2 separate regions of the Mus musculus genome follow, and region 1 is linked to region 2. A link is a contact called in public HiChIP or PLAC-seq data. All regions are on one chromosome and are shown on one strand. The core of a region is the stretch at or near the end of the contact, and the rest is flanking DNA. Distances in the headings are between cores, read along the strand shown. Region 1 holds the start of Esm1 (endothelial cell-specific molecule 1). Region 2 overlaps Cdc20b (cell division cycle 20B).

Region 1 (5,700 bases), core at 497-2,996, 140 kb before region 2:
ACTCAGTTGAAAGAAACGTATATATGTGTGTTCACCGAAGAAAATACTTCCTTACTAGTCCACCTTTTGTTGGTCTTAATCAAAAAAAAAAAAAAAAAAAAAAAAAAATCTACGCAAAGAATAGCATCTCCAAAATGTTTCTAGAATTTATGTCTGAGCCTTTCGCTGGTTTTGCAGGCTAAAAGATCACTAATTTATGAACTGTTTTCTAAAATGAGAATTGGTGAGCTTATCTTAATACTAGAAGAATGTCATCCAGGAAGGGTTGCACTTGTATTGAATCTGAGTTATTTAGAAATTTCTCAGAACTTGGCTTTCCGATTTCGGCAGCTTCTTTGTATTACACAACTGGATACAGGAATGAGCACGCTGTTTTTTTTTTTTTTTTTTTTTTAACCATGATAGCATATTGTGATAAGATTATATAGCATCTATGTATGCAGACTTTTAAATAACCTTTTCTTTTATTTTTATTCATTTAAAAATATTAATTTAGTCACTAGGTTTGAAAATAAATTCCACAGACAAATCAAGGCATCATTTAGCTCTGGTTTCTGTCTTAATTATAATTTCACTTCTTTTCTTTAAATCTATAAAAGAGTCACCTTTTTTAAAAAAAACAGACTTTTAGGTTACTATTATTTCTGCTTGTCTTACAACATCTGCTACTTTCTGCCTAACAGAAACATTTTAAAAGTTAAGCTAGGCTTATTTTATACTTCAGGGGACCCTCTTGCAAGAGCATGAGTTATTTTGTTGCCTGACTTAAGCCCACCTTATGCCATAAAGCACATTAGTGCTCATCAGAAATACTTGAGCCTGAGTAAGGCACTCCTCCCGGTGAACTCTTTCAAGATCAAAGGCTGGTGAAATCTGGGGAGCTAGAAACAGCTTTAAGAGGTTATCTCAGGAGGACCTCTGGAATCATTGGCTTCCAGGGGAACAGACACCTTAAGCATTTGTAACAGGCTACCTGTCAGATTTCTAAAGCCTCTCAGAAAAAGAAGACACACAAGCTACCAACTGCAACTTCCCTTCTCAAATCTGAATGCATGCAGTGAACGGGATGCTGCAGCCCTTGTGACTTCTGCACGCTGCTTTCCAAACCTCCCGGCAGATATCCTTTTTCTCTCTATCAAGCACACCACCTGCATCCAAGCATCCTCCCTGGTTGTTCAGAGGAAGGAACACGCACCTCCTCAGGCTGACTAAATACCCTCCGGGAGCCCTGCACGGTGGGAAGCAAAGAGTCGCTCTTTACCTTTGCAGATACCAAACTCGTCACCAAAATCATCCTCCTCGCTGTAAAAGTGACACTTCAGCCCCGGACCACACTTGACCCCGTCCATGCCTGAGACTGTACGGTAGCAGGTTTCTCCAGGTCCCGCGGCGCACACCTGGCAGCAGCCACAGTCATCCAGCACTGTCCTCTTGCAACGCAGGCTGCTTCTGCACTCAGTTTTGTCACAATGTTCCGGGCAATCCACCGCATATTTGGCGCTCCAGGCCATGCCCAGGTGCAGAGGTACCAGGAGTGTGGTCAGCAGCAAGAGGCTCTTCATGTCTCGCAGCTGGCTCCTGCTCAGCTCCCTGCCGTCGTGGTCTTTGCTGGAGGGAAGCAGCCGTCCAAAGTAGTAGCTGAGCTTCAGCCTACACGGTTATGAGTTTTATACACTGTGTTGCCCGCATGCTTCCCCGTCATCAATTTCCTCAACCCAGCAGCAGCGCTGTGCTCTTGCCAGCCTCTCTTGTTTTAGTTTATGAAATCCAGGATGAAGGCTGGATTAACACGCTGCTGCCATCCAGGAATTGAAAAGCCCAAGCTGATGTCATCTGTTATGTTTAGATGGTTGTTTTGCATGAGGGCTGAAAAACTCTGCTCACATCCGTCTCAAAGACTCAAGGACATCTGAGAAGGGGGAATAACGAAGGTTGCATAGCATAGCCCCCTACTGCACAGGAATTGCTCTGACACCAACATAACACTTAGGATGTAGCTTTGTCTCAGAGTCCCTTAGCACGGAGGAGACTGACATAGACATAAATCAAGCCAGAAGCATCTATCAAGTAAATGATGATGATAATAATAGTAATAATAATAATAATAATAATAATAATAATAATAATAATAATTTGGCATTTTCCTCAATAAATAGCTATGAGATCATTTGGAAGAAGAAATAGTTATATATTGTGTTTTTTCAAGACTTAGAAGAAGGAAAATATTTGGATAGAAGCCTTTTAAAGACTTCTTCCTTCCTCACAAGTTCCTCCTCTGTTGTTATCTCTAAAGTATTTATGCTATCCATGTTCAAGTCTGTCCTTGCTGTTGCTGTGTTTAGTCAGATATGCTACAGCTTAGCATTTTTTTTTAATCAATAGAGAGAGAGAGAGAGAGAGAGAGAGAGAGAGAGAGAGAGAGAAGGTTGTCCCGGCATTGTTACTGAATTACTCAGTTCTGGAAAAACTTGTCAGTTGGACTGCTCCTGACCCAAACCCCCTGGCGAGAAGGCTCATCCATCACCAAGTCTGTGTGTCCAATGACTGCATCCACCCGGTCCTTCCTCTCACCTCCTGGCATCTATCGGAGCTCTTGCTTCAAACTTCCCAAACAAGGCAGTAAGCCCAAAGAAACAAGTGAGCCAGCAGGGAAATCGGAACACAGCTCCAGAAAGGCAAGTCATGGGGAAGGAAAAACATTACCCACCAGGAAACAAGGTCTTCATGCTATGGAGGGACACAGTGTGGCCCCACCAAGGAAAACAATAGTCCTCTCAAAGTATTGGCTGGCCCAGGACCTTGTGTAGCCAGGCTTGTGCAACAAGGGGATGCTAGATGTCAGAGCAGACAGAAAAGTCCTCACACTAATGCTGTGTTCCATTTTTAGCTCCCAACCCAATTTGTCAACAAAAAGATAAAGTCACTACCGACTGGTAAAGAAATGACCCAGCGAAGCGGGTAACTCCTGTCTGTCACAAACTGACTGTGGTGCATCCACAGAACTCCTCGTCTTCTGTTGAGAGCTCATGGCTTTAGAGTGTTTGACCTCTGAAAGCCTTGAGGCCTCTAAAGGCTGACGCATCCAAGCTACTGGATGTGACATGGTCTTTAGGCTTTGCCAGGGTACATTTTGGGGAAGTGGGAAACGAAGGCAAGACATTAGCTCCCAATTTCATGACACTCTAACCTGAAATATTCTGTACTCCTCTCTCCAGGAGCAAACATACTCAGCAGGTGGGACCTTCGTAGTTTGTGATAATTTTAAAGTCTACTCTGTACATGGCATGTGCCTAGTGCTATCCTTTGTGGATATATTAATTATATAAAACCATTCACTATGTAGTTAATTACACAAAGTAATCCATTTTGACATTCCCATACACGTGATATACTTTGATCATATTAAATCCTTTGATTGCCCAATCTTTAAAAAAAAACTTTATTAATTCACCCCTTATTCCCCCATGTAACTCCTCACAAATCTATCCCTCATCTCCCCAATGCCTCCCAAATTCTACTTTTTGGTTTGTTTATTTGATTGATTGATTTTTGTTTTGTTAGAAAGCCTCTGGCCCCACTTTGCTGCCCATATACTCATAGGTATGGGACCATTGCCCAGACTCTGGTCAACCTACCAGGGGCCACATCCTTAAAGAAAACTAACCCTCCTTCCACAAGAAGTCAGCAATTGTCAGTAGCTCCTCAGCTACAGGGATTGGGGGAGGGACTCATGAGCCTGCCCTCCCTCCATACTCAAACATTGACTGGCTTGATCTTGTACAGGCAACCATAACTGACATAACTCCAAGTACAGTGGTCCTGTCTGTCTCACTCCAATCCTTCCAGACCCCTGACTCTTACAACCATTCTGTCACCTCTTCTACAACAGTCCTTGAACTTTAGGAGACAGGGATGTGGTACAGATGTCCCTTTTGGGGCTGAGCGCTCCATGCATATTCTCTATTCTTTTACTGTTGGTGAGTTTCTGTGTTACCCACAGTCCACTACACTAAGAAAATTTCTGCTGAGGTCTGAGTGGTGCGTGAATCTATGGGTCCTATTATTTTTGCTTTTTCTTCCTTCCGGTCTCCCCTTTCCATTCACAAATATCCAATACTAATAGCCTTCCACTTGTTTTTATGTCTTCGTTCCTACATTTCACATATCAGGGGGAAGACGGATTTGTCTTTGGGAAACTGTCAAAGAGTTGTTCTTAATTATTTTATTAACTCCCATGAGCCCCCACCAAATATTGGGAAGCTGCTTCTATTATCATGTCTCACTTTTTGAATGAAGAAACGGAATCAAAAGGAGATTTAAGAATTTGCTCGTGACTTCTGTGGTGAGTTGAATAAGTATGGCCCCATAGATTCATGTATTTAAATGGTTGACTATAGGAATGGCACTATTAGAAGATGTGGCCTTGTTGGAGTAGGTGTGGCTTGTTAGAGGAAGTATGTCACTGTGGAGGTAGGCTTTGAGGTTGTATGCGCTCAAGCTATGCCCAATGTGGAACACAGTCTCTCCTTGCTGCCATCAGACCAAGCACCAGCACTGTGTTTTCCTGCACGCTGCCATACTTCCCACCATAGTGATGATGAACTAAACCTCTGAACTGTAAGCCAGCCCCAATTCAATGTTTTCCATTATAAGAGTTGCCATGGTCACGGAGTCTCTTCACAGTAATAGAAACTTTAAGTATGACAACTACCATACTGTCTGAGGTTGACTAGAATTATCTCAGTCTAAGGTCAGAGCCACCCCATTGCCCATTGCAACCCAATTACAAGGCAGTGGACAATGATGCTAGCTGCATGGTACATGATTTAAACTGTTTCCTGTTCAGCTTTTGTTGAACGTCACCTTCTGAGAAGTGGTTAACTGGGAGTGTGGCAATAATGCCTAATTTTTATAAATATCTTACTTATGGTACAAACACCAAACTAAGCACATTACACAGTTTATCATATGTAAACTTTAAAACAACAAGGGAACTAGGTATTATTCTTGCATCCATCCTAAAGAGGAGAAAACAGATACCTAGAGAGGTTTAGTAACTGGTCTAACATCACACAGTAAATAATTCAAGTTAGGACTTCAGCCATGAGAATACAGTTGTGGAGAATAGAGTAGAATAGAAACTCCAAAATCAACTATGTATAGGTGACAAATGACCCAGGTGGGTAAAGTACTGAACTGTGCCAGTATAAGTCACAAAATGGACTTTTACCACTTGAAAATCATAGATACCACAAATATTTCCCACCGTTTAGGACAAATAAAGACTCAAATGATAACCATATTTGGTAAATGCACTGGACATTAAGGGTGCCAAATCTATATCACTAAACCACAAAGTCCACAGAAGACAGCTGAAAGTAGGATGGACAGAGTTCATCTATGATGGCACTATCTCGAGGCATTAGTAGCTAACGATTTATTTGGGAGACGCATCACCACTTCCGTCTAAGATCCCACAATACCCTTTGTCCCAGAAATACTGATGGAATTTTTATATATATATATGTCTAACTTCTCCAACTTTTCAAGTAGGAAAACGATCAATGAACACAAAGGCCATTAGGAGATCACGGCTTTGTTATCTGCAGTCAAGATGCCAACTTTAATCTTCAGCCAGCAAAGAACAATTAAGGCCAAGACAAGGCTGTTGTTGAGTGTCTAAGGTCTGCCTGGCTGACT
Region 2 (5,235 bases), core at 623-3,122:
TACCCCCTAATTGGTCATGACAATAAATCCTCGGGGAGAAAGAGCTCGAGGCATATGACGGTGGAGAACTACTTCCTCTGCTCATTCCTCCTTGTGGGTGCCCCCCTCCCTCACCAGCAGAGCTCATCCTTGCTCTCAACCTAGTCAACCCACCGTACATGCCAGTTCATCCTTTATTTCAGCCACTAACTGCACTATCACTGATCTGCCAAAGCTCCTGCATCATGCTAGCTCCATCCATGAGGAATTTGAGGCTGCTTTCTCCCTACAAACTGTCTTCCCAGTGGTACTACTCCCCTGCCTCACATACTTGTAACAACACTAAATTCATTCTTGATTCTTTGTTTTCTATATTTTATGCCCATAATGTAACACACACACAGAGTAAACTGTTTTCATTCTACTTAAATTTCTCTTAGTCAACAAATCCCCCAAATTAAATTTCTACACCTGAATCTTGAATTTCTCAGAGATCTGCATCTATCTACCAGTGGCTCAGCTACAATCTTTGCTACCATTATCAGTAACTCCCAATATACTGCCTTTGCTCATGCAACGTCAACAACGTTCCCATCTCCCCTCACCCTTACAAGTCTTACCCATCTTCTGTGATGCAGCTATGTCTGGGCATCACTAGAGTATTTCTGATCTCACTGAGATCTTTAACCCACTATTTACATTCTACATTGGCATGTTAGCAGTCTGTTCTGTGTGAATTAGCAGCATCTTCCAAAATAAATTATGACAGGCACATAACACACCCAATGTAACTGTTTTACTGATTAGATATATCCACGTTTAAAATTAATTTATAAGACTAGGTCAACATCAGTCCAGTTCACTCTGACTTAACAAAAATGTATTAGTGAAAAATAATACTTATGTCCTACCACCATCAATACCCATTCCTAAAAATTAAAGTAATATCCGAAACATGCCAGATTTTGCATAGTACGCTGTGTGGACTTGAAACTTATGGGCCATCTGGATCTTCTGGAACCAGACTTCAGGTCTATGTCAGAGCACTGGATGCATCTTGCTATTCAGCTGCTCAACTGGCAGTCTAAGCTGTTACTTACAGTAGTCATTTCGAAGACCAGTGAGATGAATCTTCACCTCTGGTTGGCATGTGGAATGGTAGACACCGCTGAATCTCCTAAGATAGAATTCATCTCTGGCTCCAAATCTACAGCCTGCAAGAAACAAACAGTACTACACATCTCTAAGATCTCACAAACACAGAATTTCTCCCGTGGGTAGTAAGAGATTACAGAGTGAGAAAGAAAGCAGACCCTCTGATAAAAGAAGACAGGAGGAAAGAAAACACAGAAGGGTTAAGTGTGGACTTTGAATAAGAGTTAAAGGTTATTTGGTGGCACTTTTCAACAAAGAGTGGATACATGGCAGACATAAACACAGGCAAAGGTCCCGTGGGAGAAGCACACTGTGTCAGGCTTTGAATATGCATTTTGTCCTTTGAGATTTTTAAAAGAAAGTGAATTTTCTATGTCTGCATATCCATCCCAGCCATGCTCACCTAGAAGACCTAAGTCTATGCTATCTTTGTTCATAAACAGTTGTTGATTTACCCATCTTAACCTTTTCTTTTAATCTTACTGTAATAGAACACAGTTACTATTTTTTTGGCTAATTTTACCCGTGAGTATTTGGGTCCATGCTTCTATCATTTCTTCTACGTTTTCATCAAAAGGCCCCACCAAGTCTAAACCACTGGCCACTATCTTTTCATCTCTAGCCCTCAATGCATGATCAAACTGATAATGATAAGTAAACCAGCAGGAAACAACATAACAAGTGACTTGTGGTCTCTGTGACTACATAGTTTCTGATAAAAGCTCAAAAGGCTCACAGTTCTACACCAAGAAAGCCAACTGTTACTCATAAATGCCTGCCTTGGGGTTCACTGTGAACACCTGCAACTTCCAGAACTGCAAGTTACTGAAAACATTCAGGCCTTCTGATAAACGGCTATAAAATGTTTTTAAACAAATCAATGCCCAACACAATAACAACAAAGATAAGGATGTAGCTTCATATAGAGGGCTTGTCTAGTATGTACAAAGATTTGGACTCAAGCCCCAACAGTGCACACACACACCACATACACACACACATAAAATCAGTCAGCAAAGAAGTTCTTATAACTAATGAGTGATGGATGATTACTAAAGGTGCAGAATATAAAATTAACATGAAAGTCAGATACATTCTTATATGGCATCAACTGGAACTTAACATTGAAAACAAATAGTATTTATATTGTTAAGCCAAAAATTTAAATGTTTATGTATAAATCTTTTTTTAAAGCATGTAAAATGTGTATATGAGTGGCTGGAGAGATGGCTCAGTGGTTAAGAGCACTGACTGCTCTTCCAGAGGTACTGAGTTCAATTCCCAGAAACCATCTGTAATGAGATCCAATGCCCTCTTGTGGTGTGTCTGAAGACAGCTACAGTATACTCTCATACATAAAATAAATCCTTAAAAATTTTGTATATGAAAAATACATTTGAGTGAGGTAACCCAATCACGAAAGAACTCACATGATATGTACTCACTGATAAGTGGATATTAGCCCAGAAACTTAGCATACCCAAGATATAAGATATAATTTTTGAAACATATGAAACTCAAAAAGAACGAAGACCAAAGTGTGGACACTTTGCACCTTCTTACAATTGGGAACAAAACACTCATGGAAGGAGTTACAGAGACAAAGTTTGGAGCTGAGACAAAAGGATGGACCATCTAGAGACTGCCATATCCGGGGATCCATCCCATAATCAGCCTCCAAACGCTAACACCTTTGCATACACTAGCAAGATTTTGCTGAAAGGACCCTGATATAACTGTCTCTTGTGAGACTATGCCGGGGCCTAGCAAACACATAAGTGGATGCTCACAGTCAGTTATTGGATGGATCACAGGGCCCACAGTGGAGGAGCTAGAGAAAGTACCCAAGGAGCTAAAGGGGTCTGCAACCCTATAGATGGAACAACAATATGAACTATCCAGTACCCTGGAGCTCTTGACTCTAGCTGCATATGTATCAAAAGATGGCCTAGTCGGCCATCAGTGGAAAGAGAGGCCCATTGGTCATGCAGACTTTATATGCCTCAGTACAGGGGAACGCCAGGGCCAAGAAGTGGGAGTGGGTGGGTAGGGGAGTGGGGGGGGAACAGTATGGGGGACTTCTGGGATAGCATTGGAAATGTAAATGAGGGAAATACCTAATTAAAAATTTTTTTTAAAAAAAGAAAAAGAAAAATACATTTAAAACTTTGATGAAAAATAAATCTATGCAAGGAGGTTTGCACATAAAATACTATGGACACTCATTATGTCCCCATGCCAATTCCTCCCTCTATGATCAACAGAGTCAATTAATCACAATCAAACTCAGCAAGTTATTTATTGATATTGATAAGGTAATGCTAAGACATATGGAGACACAAAGAGCAAAAACAGTCGACACATATTAAAGGATAAGAAGAAAGTGACAAGGCTAACATTACCCACCTCCAAGGCTTACTATCAAGCGGTAGTAACCGGGACCACATGATGTTGACAGAAGAACCAACAAGCCTGATGGGACTGGAGGGAAAGCCTAGAAACACTAACACCCTCATCTGGTTGTCAAGGAAGGAACAAAGGTAGCATGGTAGAGAAAGAGAATCCTTCAACCGCTTCTGCAACCACTGGATTCTACACATGAAAAACTGGATCTACACACAGACCTTGAGTTCTTCACAAACATTAATTTAAAGTGGATCACAGACCACAAGTATCACCGTCCAGGGAAACGGCATAGGAGAAACCCTGGATGAACTTGGGGGTTGTGGCTACTTTGTAGACAGATCACCAAGAGCAAAACTCATGACACTGGACTTGGGTGAAATTTAAACTTCTGTTCTGTAAGATACGATCAAGAGATGAGAAGCAAGTCATTTTGTACATGTGATAAAGGATTATTGGTTTTTTAAATTTTACAAGACTTCTAAGCCTGAACACACGCTATCAAGATGGCTCAGAAGATAAAGGTCCTTGCCACCAATCTTGATAACCTGAATTCAATCTAGAAAACCCACATGGTGGAAAGAGAAAAATCAATTCCCACAAATTGTATTTGATATGTATATGCATGTATAAACTTTATGCCTTATAAAAGTTTTATATATGTTATAATTTATGTACTAGCTAGAGCATTAGAATAAAAAAGGTACATTCTCCCAGCCTTTAGAGGATTTTGTTTTAATCTGAAGAAATAGCCTCTTAGAAGAATACAGTTACTGCTGCTCAGATGGAAGAAGGAGAAAACTGAACTAGAAAATTCTCTGATAGTGTGCAAGGTCCTAGGTTCCCACACAGCAGCAGAACTTCAAAATGACTAGAGAATGGGAGAAGGGAGGAGAGGAATGCCGAGGCAGGGTCCCATCCAGTTATCTCACTCTGCTTTCAATTTATTATTCTCAAAAAAGATGACTCCTCCTCTCATCAAGAGTCTACTTCTAGAGCAAACCCGCCAAAGAATGTGTTTAAAACCCAAACTATGTGCTCAGTTTTACATACCTAACTTTACCCACCACCACTTCCATCCATTTCACTGCCAAGAAAGATAGGCTTAAAAACTAAATATGTAGGAAGGTCTAGAAAATGAAGTTGTGTTTGTGTGGGTTTTTAATACAATGCCTAAAACTTTCAGAACTTTAATGAAAAATTAAGAGCATTGAAGCAGAAGTGTTCTTCAGAAGTTAGTCTCTCTCTCTCTCTCTCTCTCTCTCTCTCTCTCTCTCTCTCTCTCTCTCCACAATTGTATGTGAGGTCCAACCCATATTTATAAGATTTTATTTCAAAAGAAGAAATAACAGGCATGTTTCCTTGGCATTTTTTAAAAATGATTCTATTTATTGTTATATGTAAGTACACTGTAGCTGTCCTCAGACACAACAGAAGAGGGCATCAATCTCATTGTGGATGGTTGTGAGCCACCATGTGGTTGCTGGGATTTGAACTCGGGACCTTTGGAAGAGCAGCCAGTGCTTTACCTGCTAAGCCATCTAGAGGCACTAAGCATTTATCTCAATAGATTTCGCACACAGACCTCAGGTCTCCAGTACTTGCTAGCAGTGCTACAGACAACACAGCACGTCAAAAGAGAGAGAAAGTAGAGAGAAGAATGTGTGGGGAGCTCAGAGACAAACGTTTTGTGTGTTC

What was found. HiChIP or PLAC-seq counts read pairs in DNA pulled down with a chosen protein or histone mark.
Region 1: a contact with region 2 is called in an H3K4me3 HiChIP or PLAC-seq map of the SCID.adh cell line, with 18 read pairs. The contact joins the promoter of Esm1 here to the enhancer-like site in region 2. A contact is called at or near these places in 6 of 39 promoter capture datasets (embryonic stem cells, frontonasal cranial neural crest, liver and 2 more), 1 of 484 Hi-C or Micro-C datasets (tail fibroblasts) and 6 of 115 datasets of contacts at active chromatin or transcription factors (CD8 T cells, the SCID.adh cell line, astrocytes and 2 more).

What each region holds. Positions count from the first base shown.
Region 1 is chr13:113,205,705-113,211,404 of GRCm38.p6, reverse strand. It overlaps Esm1 (endothelial cell-specific molecule 1), which reads right to left and starts at 1,746. Exons shown (of 3, transcript NM_023612.3): 1 at 1,262-1,746. The coding sequence starts at 1,562. The region is part of intron 2 of Gm41069 (a long non-coding RNA gene); the gene reads left to right.
Region 2 is chr13:113,067,813-113,073,047 of GRCm38.p6, reverse strand. Cdc20b (cell division cycle 20B) reads right to left here. Exons shown (of 12, transcript NM_001281487.1): 6 at 1,080-1,193. Among named protein-coding and RNA genes, the nearest start is that of Gpx8, 24 kb to the right of the region's middle. Within about 2 kb of position 1,872, at least 17 of the 459 cell types and tissues checked have an H3K27ac peak or open chromatin away from gene starts, as enhancers often do. A contact at or near this core is called in CD8 T cells, the SCID.adh cell line and effector CD8 T cells, where this site is marked.